2 separate regions of the Astyanax mexicanus genome follow, and region 2 is linked to region 1. Evidence: chromatin contacts called from public Hi-C data. All regions are on one chromosome and are shown on one strand. Each heading gives the region's core, a stretch centred on a gene start, on an enhancer-like site or on the middle of the called end of the contact. The rest is flanking DNA. Distances are from core to core; before and after follow the strand shown. Region 1 holds the start of pex11a (peroxisomal biogenesis factor 11 alpha). Region 2 holds the start of serf2a (small EDRK-rich factor 2a).

Region 1 (5,647 bases), core at 327-2,826:
CTATTAGATTTAATATCCAATATCTGAAGTGAGAGTTTCTACTAGTAAAAACTGCAATACAGAAAACTGTCATTTGTGAGGTGAGCTCCAGGGTATGAATGTTCTGGAATTCTTTATTGTTGGAAGTTTTTTTTTTTCTGATGCACTGTACTTACGCTTCCGTCCGGAGCTCATATTTGACTCCAGACTCCGCAGTTTCTGCAGCAGCTCTTTTCTAGTTGAATCTTTGCGGAGCAGGTACTTTACCAGCACACAGGCATACTGGGTAGCCCTGAAAACAAGCCAACAAGTTTTATAAACTAAACAATATTAAAAATTTAAAACAATTAACCCTCTATGGCACAAATTATTGTTTTGGGAGGGAAAAAAAGCACTCCTTCTTTATGATTAACCAACGTGGTTTTCCTGTGCAAAGTCACATAAAAAATACTGTTTTAGTAAGTTTACAACAAGAATAAAAAAAAATATTAAGAATCCAAACAGACAAATAAACTGATTTACATATTCTTGCACATATTTTTGTGACACATTTGTACACCTAACTATAAATAAATAAGTAAGTTAGTAAGTAAAGTAAGAAAGTAAGTAAATATGTAAGTAAGTAAAGTAAGAAAGTAAGTAAGTAAATAAGTAAGTAAATAAGAAAGTAAGTAAATAAAAAAGTAAGTAAATAAGAAAGTAAGTAAATAAGAAAGTAAGTAAATAAACAAATAAATATGAAAATAATTAATTACATGAGAAAGAAAGTAAACAAAAACATAAATAGGAAAGTAAGTAAACAAGTAAATAAGAAAGTAAGTAAATAAGAAAGAAACTAAACAAGTAAATACATAAGTAAATAATGTAAGTAAATAAGAAAGTAAGTAAATACGTAAATAAGTAAGTAAATACGTAATTAAGTAAATAAATAAAAGGTATATAAAAAGAGTTAATAACTAAACATTTGTTTTGCCTGAGGGCAGCACTATGCCATAGAGGATTAAAGGACTGTGTAAAATATGTAATATTCAGTATGTTTCAGAACTCACCTGAAGATCCGGTCTCTTCCCTGGCTCTGGTTGGTGAATGTGATGAAGGACTCCATGTCTCGAGAGGTTCAGTCAGTGAGTGTAACGTTACTAGCTTTAGTCGGGTCAGGAGCTGGTGGTCTCGGTTATTGAACAGAGGAGGTTAAAGCTCTGCTCAGTTGAATCAGAATAGCTAACCTAAGCTAGCTGTGTAAAAGTTAGTAAAGGGGTGTGTTCATTCCCGTCTCGCTGGCAGTATAAACTGATCCAGGAGCAGCAGACTGGTGGTTATTTAGTTAGCTGGTGTGTAAAGTTCTCCTACAGCTCCATGTTCGGTTTAACCCAGTGTTTCTCTCAGCGCTGAGTTTTACCGCAGCTCCAAATCTGGTGAAAGTTCACGCAGCTCGCCGAGAAACACCGGAACAAACACACACCGGGTTCCAGCTCGCCTGATTTACCACGCCGCTACCTGCGTCTCCACAGCCATAAAGATAACAGAGAGATCCCCCAGTAAGATAACCTTTACACCAGTTCACCCTCACCCCGGCTCTACACTCAGTTTATTTAACCACAGGCTGAATCCTAAAGGAATAAGACATTTTTTTTAAATAAGTTAGCTCTTTTATTTGATTTCGTTCTGCAAACACACACATTCAGTTAATCATATTTATATATATAATTATAAAAGCTGTATTTTGTTGGGTGATTTCTGTATTTATGATAAATAATAGAAATTAAGTTTTAATAGTTTAAATCTAATCTATCAGTTCCTTAGGTATGAATTTCAGTTTCCGGACGGACGTTTTTAACCGGCGGTAAGGGTCTTGGGCACTTCCTGTATTTGTTGCTAGGGCAACTAACGCTAAATGCGAGGACACTCGCTAGCCCAGTGACTAACTGATAATTAGCATGGCTTTATAATAATAATAATTAATAATAATAATAATCAATAGTAACTATGGGTTTATTAGTAAAATGCAGATTATTTCTAACTACACGTATGGCCTATGAATGGACATGAGAGTAAAAATTACATGCGTAAAAAATCCTGTTGTAAAATGACTGACTCAATATTTTAAAAGGATGGCAGGGTCACCTGTGTTTTTTTAAATCAAATTCGTTATCTCGAATAAAAAAAAAATCTCTGGTGTTTTTTGCCAGCCGCATTTACTCGCTCGGGCCTTTAGATGGCACCATTCACTTTTATTTCTTTCTTAAAACTCGATCCCATTTTTTCTATTTTTTTAAAATAATTTTAAATACCAGCTAGTGAAAAATAATAGAGCTTCTCCTTTCAGCTTTTTGAGAAATGCATATTATACGTTTAATCATCATTTCATAATGTCAATGGTTTGGCCTAAATAGACAGTCTACGAGCCTTTGTATACAATTTACAGTAATATTTTCCTATTATTATTTCCTATCTGACAAACAGTTGCTACTGTTTGCTAGTAGTTTGCTTGGCTGTCCATTCCCCAAAAACATACTGTAGCTACCAGCTTACAAAAAAGATAGTTTTGCTTACAAAATAAAGCATAAACCAATCTGAATATGAAATATCACTTAAATGTCATTAATTTAGATGAAAATTGATCACAATACGATACAATATCATCATATTGTCCATCTCTACCACTGAGGCCTGAGATTTGTGTGTATTTCAGCTGTATAAAAGACACTGTTTTATAGCCCAGGGCCTATGTTAATAAAGCTTTTCAGATTGGGAGCATTGGATTATGGATCAGCAGTCCTACTTCGAGAAGCTTTATGAATGCAGAGGGCTAGGTCTTGAAAATGCCAGTGAGACCAGCAGCAGAATGTAAACAGCTTGAGGCAGTGTATCCCAGGAAGCACACTGCCTGTCAGCATGATGGGGAAAATGAATTCTGGAAACATCAGATGATCGTGGCGACGTCTGTGAAAGGTTTAATTGATCTTCATGGCCCAGCAACCTTCAGTTTGATGGCCAGAAAATTGGATTCTAGGTGGGTGCTTCTGCAAGAGGCATCATAAATTACATGCATAATAAATCTGAAAATGGAAGACTATATGAACTCTCAAAAAGAACACATCTGTAGGGATGTACAGTGTGTACTGACATGCCAACAGACACAAGCCAGAAATTGGCATTGTGTCCCATGACTTTTGCCACCTCCTATAGAAGCTAAATAATACTTGACTGAGCTTGACTTGTAAGATGTATGTGGGCTCTCCTGCATTGATTGGGCATATGATGAGATGGATCTGCCAGAATCACAGTTATTACCTCCCACTACACTGTCCACTGTGGGTGATAATGCCTTCTGTGATGTACCTCTGGTACACTAGGCCTGCAACGATTAATTGACATAATCAACATCATAAACTGTGAACAGAAATTCAGTAGTGGTCTTTAACGGCTGCTCACTCAGTTCACACTCAGCTCTGTCACCAGAAATGCCCAAACACAACAGATTATTTGATAAATATCAGAACATTACATATTTAAATGCTTCTCTGAGGCCATAGGCAAGATTCTAATAAAGGGCCCTCATGCCTCAAAAATGTTTGATGGAAATTTTTGAGGCTGATATAAAAATAAGTTAAATGTAGTTAAAATGATACAGCAGGAATCACCCATCACATCCACACCCTGTCTCTAAAATGCTTCTCACAGTGTACTGGTTTAAAAATTGCCACAGATTTAGTTTTCTGTTCCAGATTTACGCTATACAGGTCTGGAAAAAATAAGAGACCACTTAAAAATGATGAGTTTCTTTGATTTTACCAAATTGAAAGCCTCTGGAATATAATCAAGAGGAAGATGGATGATCACAAGCCGTGAATCCAAGCTGAACTGCTTGAATATTTGCACCAGGAGTGGCATAAAGTTATCCAAAAGCAGTGTGTAAGACTGGTGGTGGAGAACATGCCAAGATGAAAACTGTGATTAAAAACCAGGGTTATTCCACCGAATATTGAATTCTGATCTCTTAAAACTTTATGAATATGAACTTTTATTTCCTTTGCATTATTTGAGGTCTGAAAGCTCTGCATCTTGTTTGTTATTTCAGCCATTTCTCATTTTCTGCAAGTACATGCTTTAAATGATGGAAATAAAACAAGTTGTAGAGTTTGAATTTCACTCCTTCACTACTTAACTTGGAACAGAAAAATCAAATAAGCAGCTGGTTAATGAATGATGAAAGGAACAATGGTTAATGAATTTTGAAACCACTGCAGCATTTAAGGTGGAACATAATGAAAATATGGCATAAATGGTACAGTGGTTTTGTCCAGGGACCTGTAACTGCTTTACTGTTAAAGATGAAATGAAAACTTCAAATACGCTGATGTTAGTGTGATTGTGTGAATATAGCGGTAGCATTTAAGGTGGAACTGGTGTGATTGTGTGAATATAGCAGCAGAGTTTAAGGTCAAGGGGGAACTCAGCATGCATAGTTTTCTGTCTCTGTTTAAATCTCTTTTGGCTACTCAGGTAATTCACATAAACTTGCCATGAGCATGCTGGCCTGTGTCTAGCCTCACTCACAATTGGGATAACACCTCACAACTTATACAGGTGTGAGCATAACCAAGCTGTCCTCTGAAGTAAACCTTCATGATCAATTTCCATACTGCTATCCCGTTTATAAACATATAAGCTCTAAAATGTATTTGAGATGGATTTTTGTTTTGTTTAAGCTTTAATTTAACTTTGAATAAATTACAGGTTTTACATAAATATAGAAAAATAAATTAGTAAACATTTCTAAGATGAAACATTTTCAGACACTAAGGCCCCAATAAAAATTTGGTTAGCCAAGCTTAAGAATCTTTCACATGCTTTGCTTCACTACCACATTAGTTTGATCACTAATTTGCTGCTTTTAAAGGGAATATTTTAAAATGCCTATTAGGGCTTGATGATAAAATCTCATTGATCAGAGCTCTGAGTAGCCAGCATGTTCAATATAGATCACATAGGCTGTTTTGCAGGATACAGTCACATGGGTGGTCACAGGGAAAATGTTTAGGTTTGCATGATCAGATCTGACCTTTACTGTTCAGGTGTTAATTTGTGTTTAGAAAAGATTACCGGTACACATACAGTCTGTTTAGATTTCCTTATACACTTACACTTGTGAATCTGTAGAGGGCAGTATATTACCAAGACCTGGTATGCAGAGAAGAGACACTTAATAACAGATAGATTAATGCTAGAAATTATATCTAGATATCAGAATTTATCCTCACTTAACCTTTTCCCTCAGGCTCAGATTTGGTCTGCATAATTAATTGTCGTGGAAAGGCATTGTGACATAAAAATCACTCTGAAGGTCATTTAACACTAGCAGAATCCTTTTAGATGATACATTATTACAAAATCAAGGTGAAAGGTTGTCCATTTCAGTGCTTGCTGCAAACACAACTGTAGGCCATGCAGTCCATCAAGGCCCAAAATCTGTAATGTTAAATTGATTTAAAATGGTATATCGTCAAAAAATTTAGGTCGGCTATTTATAAAACATTTAGGCCTGAAAACTTACATACACACGAAAAAAAAAAATCCATTCTCATTTACAATTTCAATGTATCGCCTCTAAGTGACACTAAAACACATTAAAACGGACATATGGAGCAAAACACACATTCTTTAG
Region 2 (5,633 bases), core at 1,385-3,884, 140 kb before region 1:
AAATGTCCTGAAAGAAAGCATACATAAACATTTTGTAGGCTGGAAACTAGAACACAAAAAAAGAATCCCAATGGAGCCTAATAACACCAATGACAACATTTACTGGAGGATCATATTTGTATGAAGGGCTTCCTTCTGGTTCTTCGGAGGCTACTTGGATTTTGTGTCAGATTTTTCATTGGACTTCTTTTGTTTCTGTTGCATTATCTCAGCATCCCTAGAAAATGAAAGAGGAAGAGGAAAATTAATAAGAAGCAAATAAATTAGTCAAGCAGAAAAAACACTGAATGTAGTGTTAGCCACTAAACAACCTTCCTATATGAATATAATGTCTTAATGACCGGTTTTTAATAGTTGGTTTGATGCACTTCATTTCATTCATATAAAAATCCCTCACTGGGCCAAAATACCTAAACGGATTTTGCCAATTACAGTGACAGAAATCAGTATAATGTTTTTGCATTAACACACATGCTATATAGTATACATTGGTCTTACTGTCAACAAGAGTAAGAGTAATTTATACCACAGTTTCAATGTATAAATATTCATCTTTTCAATTTCAATAATATGCAAATTTGAGTATGTTAAATTACTCTATTGTCATTGTCATGGTCTTGACACCAACAATTGTGTGTATTTCACTTATTTCTTGGGCAAATATTTTGTCCAAAAAATTGATTATTAACACCGGCCTGTCTTTAAACATTAAATGTCAAAATAAAATACAAAAATATTTGAAGAAATGAATTAAAATATAAATACACTTGAGAAGACATAATTTTCTAGAACTTTCTTCACCATCACCACCCAGCTAGATACACACTGAGTCTTTGTAACACTTCTGCTGGATAAACTAGTTGTAAAATCGTTTTTGTATGGTTAACTAATTAAGTTCCCTTGTGAACTTAACAGGAGTTGAAGTTGGTAGCTACATGTTACGTAATGTTACTGTACCTCTGCTTCCTGGCAGCAGCAGACAAACCATCCTCATTTCTTTTGCCCTTGGACTGGTCAGTTTGCTTTTTGGCATTTTTCTGGCGGGCAAGCTCACGCTGATTTCCCCCTAAAATATAATATAGGAGCTCAATATAAACATCAGAGGTAGCAAGCGTTTGCTAATTTACTGACAAAAGGTCTATGTTCCAGCTTCGCTAGGTTTAAAGGGTTAACCCTCTATGGCATGAATAATGTTTTTCGGGAAGATTGGATTGAATCAGGTGGTTTAGAGCAAGGAAGCCCCCCTAAAAAAAACATGCGAGGTAGTGTTCTGTCGAGTTATGCTACCCATCGATACGTGCTTCCTAAAAGGCACTGCGTACGCGCTGACCTAAACTTTATAATTATTTCTCGTGTTTTCTGATTTTTGTGCATTAAACAACCCGGTCTCAATTATTGCACAACAGTGTAAACTAAATTAATAATAAATATTATTGAAAAAAAAAAAACCAGTTTGTGGTTTATACTATCCAAATATACTGACTCTACAATGGCTACATCTACTGGAATTTTTACTGGGAACATACTCTATCATGGTGCTTGTTTCTTATTTTTACAGTTGCAAATACACTAGGGTAGCACGGTTTGAGAAAGTAGCACAATTTGACAGTAAGAATATAATAAGAATACAAACCGCCAAATATACTTCTATACATATTACTGAAGATTTACATATTTTTATTTATGACCAACTTGCACACCTCATTGTATTTGACGCAGACATGCCATGTAACATTATAATAAATACAATCTTAGTAACTTAATAACTTAACTAAGTAATCTTAGTTAGCTAAGAGGGTTAAGTAAGTAGCTATGAAAATAAATATGGAGATGTAACGTTAAAACCAAACATTGTGTTTGTTGCCATAGAGGGTTAAACTTCAGAGCCCAAACAAATAACTTAGTTTTTACAGAGCATTAAACTCCACCACAGGAGAAACCGCAGGATTTTCATAGTCGTAAATTTGATGATTTAAACACTAATTTACATGGTAGGTTAGTTAACCTAGTTATCGTCTAGCTAGGAAGCTAATTCACAGTGAATACACTGGGCGTCTCCGCGCTATAGCCAAAAAAAACAAATTTAGCTAAAGATAGTTAACGTTAGCTAGTTCCACTGCTAGCTCGCTGGAGAACACGTCACCACGTACTTTGTACTGAACTGACGGAAGATAAATCACCAAAACATCACAATCCTGCGGGTCTACGCCCTTCACACATCCGCTACTGTCACTGTACACAATCAGACTGCTCTTATTCATCGAATTCACCATCTCCCTGCAGTCGCTCACTATATTCTTTCAAGATAAATCACTGGTAAACACAGCTAGGCTACGCTAAGCTAGGCTAGGCTAGGCTATGTTGTTACAGCCCGTCAGCAGCAGCAGGCCGCGTATACCCCGCAGGCCGCTCTCGGACTTCACTCAGAACACAAAACAGCCCTAAAACACGAGCCCCGCTCGGTTCACACAGCGCTTCCTTCACAGCCCGAACTTACTCGTCATTGTATCGCTTCCTCTCGTTTCCAGATAAGCTCACCCAAAGGGCCGCTTTCTTTTCTTCTCCCCACCGAGAACCGTTCGCTTTCCAGTCGCTCGTCTCTTCTAGGGACTGACAACGCAGCAGCCCCTAGCGTCAAATATGCAAGAAATGCCAAACGTGATTGGATCAAACACGTCAACGTCACTGCAAAACCTGCTCTCATTGGACGGCGACTGTGCTGGAAGAACTCTGATTGGTCCGTTAGGTTGTTCCTCTGAATCGGGTCTGAATCTGTACTGTGAAGTTCAAATCAGTTCACTAGACCGATTATCTTCTTTAGCAATTCATTGATTCAACAATTGATTGTGATTCTTATGTCCATAAATCTTTATGTATGTATTTGGTTCAGTAATTGATATTGAGTCTGATTATTATCACTTATTAAAGTTTTTAGTACAATAAAAGTCAATAAACTTTGTTCCTTCAGTAAATATTCAGTCGGACTTGCAAAGTGAGTCTAAATAAGTTAATTCTCAGAATCATTTGAAAAACGATTCGCTCCTGAGTCAGACAGTCAGACATCAGTATGAACTACCAGCTGGTCGTGTGCAGCCTATGGGATCACGGCGTGGTTTGGTTGCTCTCTAGAATGTTCTAAAGAGGTTGAAAATAAAATAGACAATATAATACATTTAATTCGTTTGAGATTTTTGTATATTTGAATGTTCCGACTCATTTTTAAATTCTGTGGTGAAAGAGAGAAATTATAAATGCTGACACCAATTTATCACAGTGTTACACAATATTTATTTATTTATTTATTTTCTAAGCTATAGGCCAAAGTCCAAAGCAATTGACTAATAAAATGTCTGACTCATGATATGGCTAAAACAAAATGACAAGTTGAGTTAAGCTTACAGGTGTGACTCTTTCACTGGTTTTGTTAAATTTATTTACACTGTTATATGTGATCTATCTATCTCTTTTAAAAATATATATTTTTTGTACTATTTATTGGTATATGTTTGAGTAAAATGAACATAAACTACTGACTTTTCTCCCAAATTCCAAAAATACCTTAATGTATTTTAATGTAATCAAGAGGAAGCCAGACGGTTACAAGCCATCAAAGTTGGGGACCCAAAAGCAGTGTGCAAGACTGGTGGTGGAAAGCATGCCAAGACACACGAAACCTTCACCAAATATTGGTTTCTGAAATCTTCCTGAGTTGTTATTCAGGATTTAAATGTGTTATTTTCTGTTTTAAAACATGGCTGTTTTTAAAACAGTTAGAGGCTAAAAGTCCAAGGCCAACTAACTAATAAAAGGTTTGACTCACATTATATACAAAACAGAAGAATTGCAACACTATACATTACACCTACCAAAGCTTTTATTACATCCTATTATAAATCAATAGGTATTGACATGGGGTTAGGTTCTACACGATATTGGAGTGTATTGCTAAGACATTTTGTCCATTCATCCAGAAGAGCCTTTGTGAGGTCAGATGGATGTTTTAGTTTGGTGTTCTATGGTTTCCTATGCCAGTCCAGTTTTTCCACACCAAACCCACCCAACCATACCTTTACAGACCACAGTAATGCTGCAATAGAAAAGGGTCTTCCCCAAACTTTCCAGAAGCTCTGGAAGCATTCAGTTGTTTTCGAAATGTCTGTGTATTCTGTAGTTTTAACCCAGCTAATATAATTTTTTTTTTTAATGTTTAACAATGTTTTTAAAAGGTTCCAGGAAGGTTGCCCTGTAGCAGGGCAGAAATAAAGTTCCACAAACTTTCTGAAAACGTGTTACTTAATAATGGTTTGCATCACAAAGTTTTTAGAATGTTTTTCCACATAACATTCCCAGCTAGACAATTTAAAAGGTTAACAGTAACATTCCCAATATTTGCCTGCACAGTTGTTAAATTACACAGTGTGGTAGATTTACAGGTGTGACTCCTATACTGGTATAGTTTGTACAAATTCCATGTCGACTGCCAGGGCCATATATACGCAATATACCAAGCTAAAACCTCATAATGCACTTGGGTGGAAAGTCAGAACAGGACACACATAATGAAAACTCTCCAGTGTATACCTTTATTTCAAAAGATTCCTGTTTACTTAATCTTTACAATAAAAAGGATATTTTTTTGTACATAATTTAGTCATAATTTCTATCAACATTCCATATATCTCATTTTTTTAAACTAGAAAAAAAAATCAGCAGCTATTGACCTTCTTAAAAACGATATTTTTTCTTTATAAAACAATATGTGACCATTTGGGACAATGGTATAACCTAATTTTAAAAAATCATGTTTAATGAAAACTTGAGAGCCATAGTGAATTTTGTTGAAAGTGAAATTATTCTAGTAGCTGTAAATACATCAAATTATCACCTAATTCTCAGGAATCAGCAGGGAAGTTGTTTAGTGACATATCACAGCTGAAGGCTCATCTTGACATCACTAAACATCTCCTCACTGGTTCCTGAAGGACCTTTTGCAATACAGATCCTGTAATACAAATGTGATATAGACAGATCAGTCAGATGGGTAGAGTTAAAGAAGAGTCTTAAAGAAGAGTTTTGCTGGCCTGACAGTAGCTGCCCATACTGACATCACTACAAAGTAATGAGAATTCTCCCAATAAACCTCTAGTCTGGAAATTTGTCTTGTAAAAAAGCCTATTTTAACCCCTATAACAGTTATTGCCTCAATTAAAAGTGTTGTTAGCATTATTAACATATTTAATGACTGAATGGAAAAATGCTAAGTCCATAAAACAAATGTTTCTTGCAATGTTTATGTATCAGTTTACTTTTTTCTGCACAAACAGTACTGTGCAAAAGTTGCTTAAACCATTTTTCTGGACGGTAAATGTGTTTTTGCTTGTATACATATAAAACACACAAATGCAGTGGAAACGAACAAACAGAAATTTTAATGTTATACTTATTATTTCCCAGACAGGGATTAAACCTAGTCTTGGACTACACTCCTGTAAATGGAATTTGGTAAATGGTTTAGTTTAGTTAACACACTGACACACAAAATGACTAATGCTGTATTAATATTATTTGTAACTTGTTCTATTTAAGCAACATTATTAAAAAAAATGAACATTTTCTTAATCACTGTGATTCTC

Evidence for each region. Hi-C and Micro-C count contacts between places; a contact is called where the count stands out from the background.
Region 2: a contact with region 1 is called in a Hi-C map of muscle, with 9 times the contacts expected there. The contact joins the promoter of serf2a here to the promoter of pex11a in region 1. A contact is called at or near these places in 2 of 3 Hi-C or Micro-C datasets (both in muscle).

The regions. Positions count from the first base shown.
Region 1 is chr9:28,354,845-28,360,491 of AstMex3_surface, reverse strand. pex11a (peroxisomal biogenesis factor 11 alpha) reads right to left here and starts at 1,576. Exons shown (of 3, transcript XM_007254477.4): 1 at 1,029-1,576; 2 at 156-271. The coding sequence starts at 1,084.
Region 2 is chr9:28,491,365-28,496,997 of AstMex3_surface, reverse strand. serf2a (small EDRK-rich factor 2a) reads right to left here and starts at 2,634. Exons shown (of 3, transcript XM_007254484.4): 1 at 2,498-2,634; 2 at 958-1,066; 3 at 1-217. The coding sequence starts at 2,504. The coding sequence ends at 151. fkbp16 (FKBP prolyl isomerase 16) reads right to left here. Exons shown (of 9, transcript XM_007254478.4): 9 at 5,411-5,633.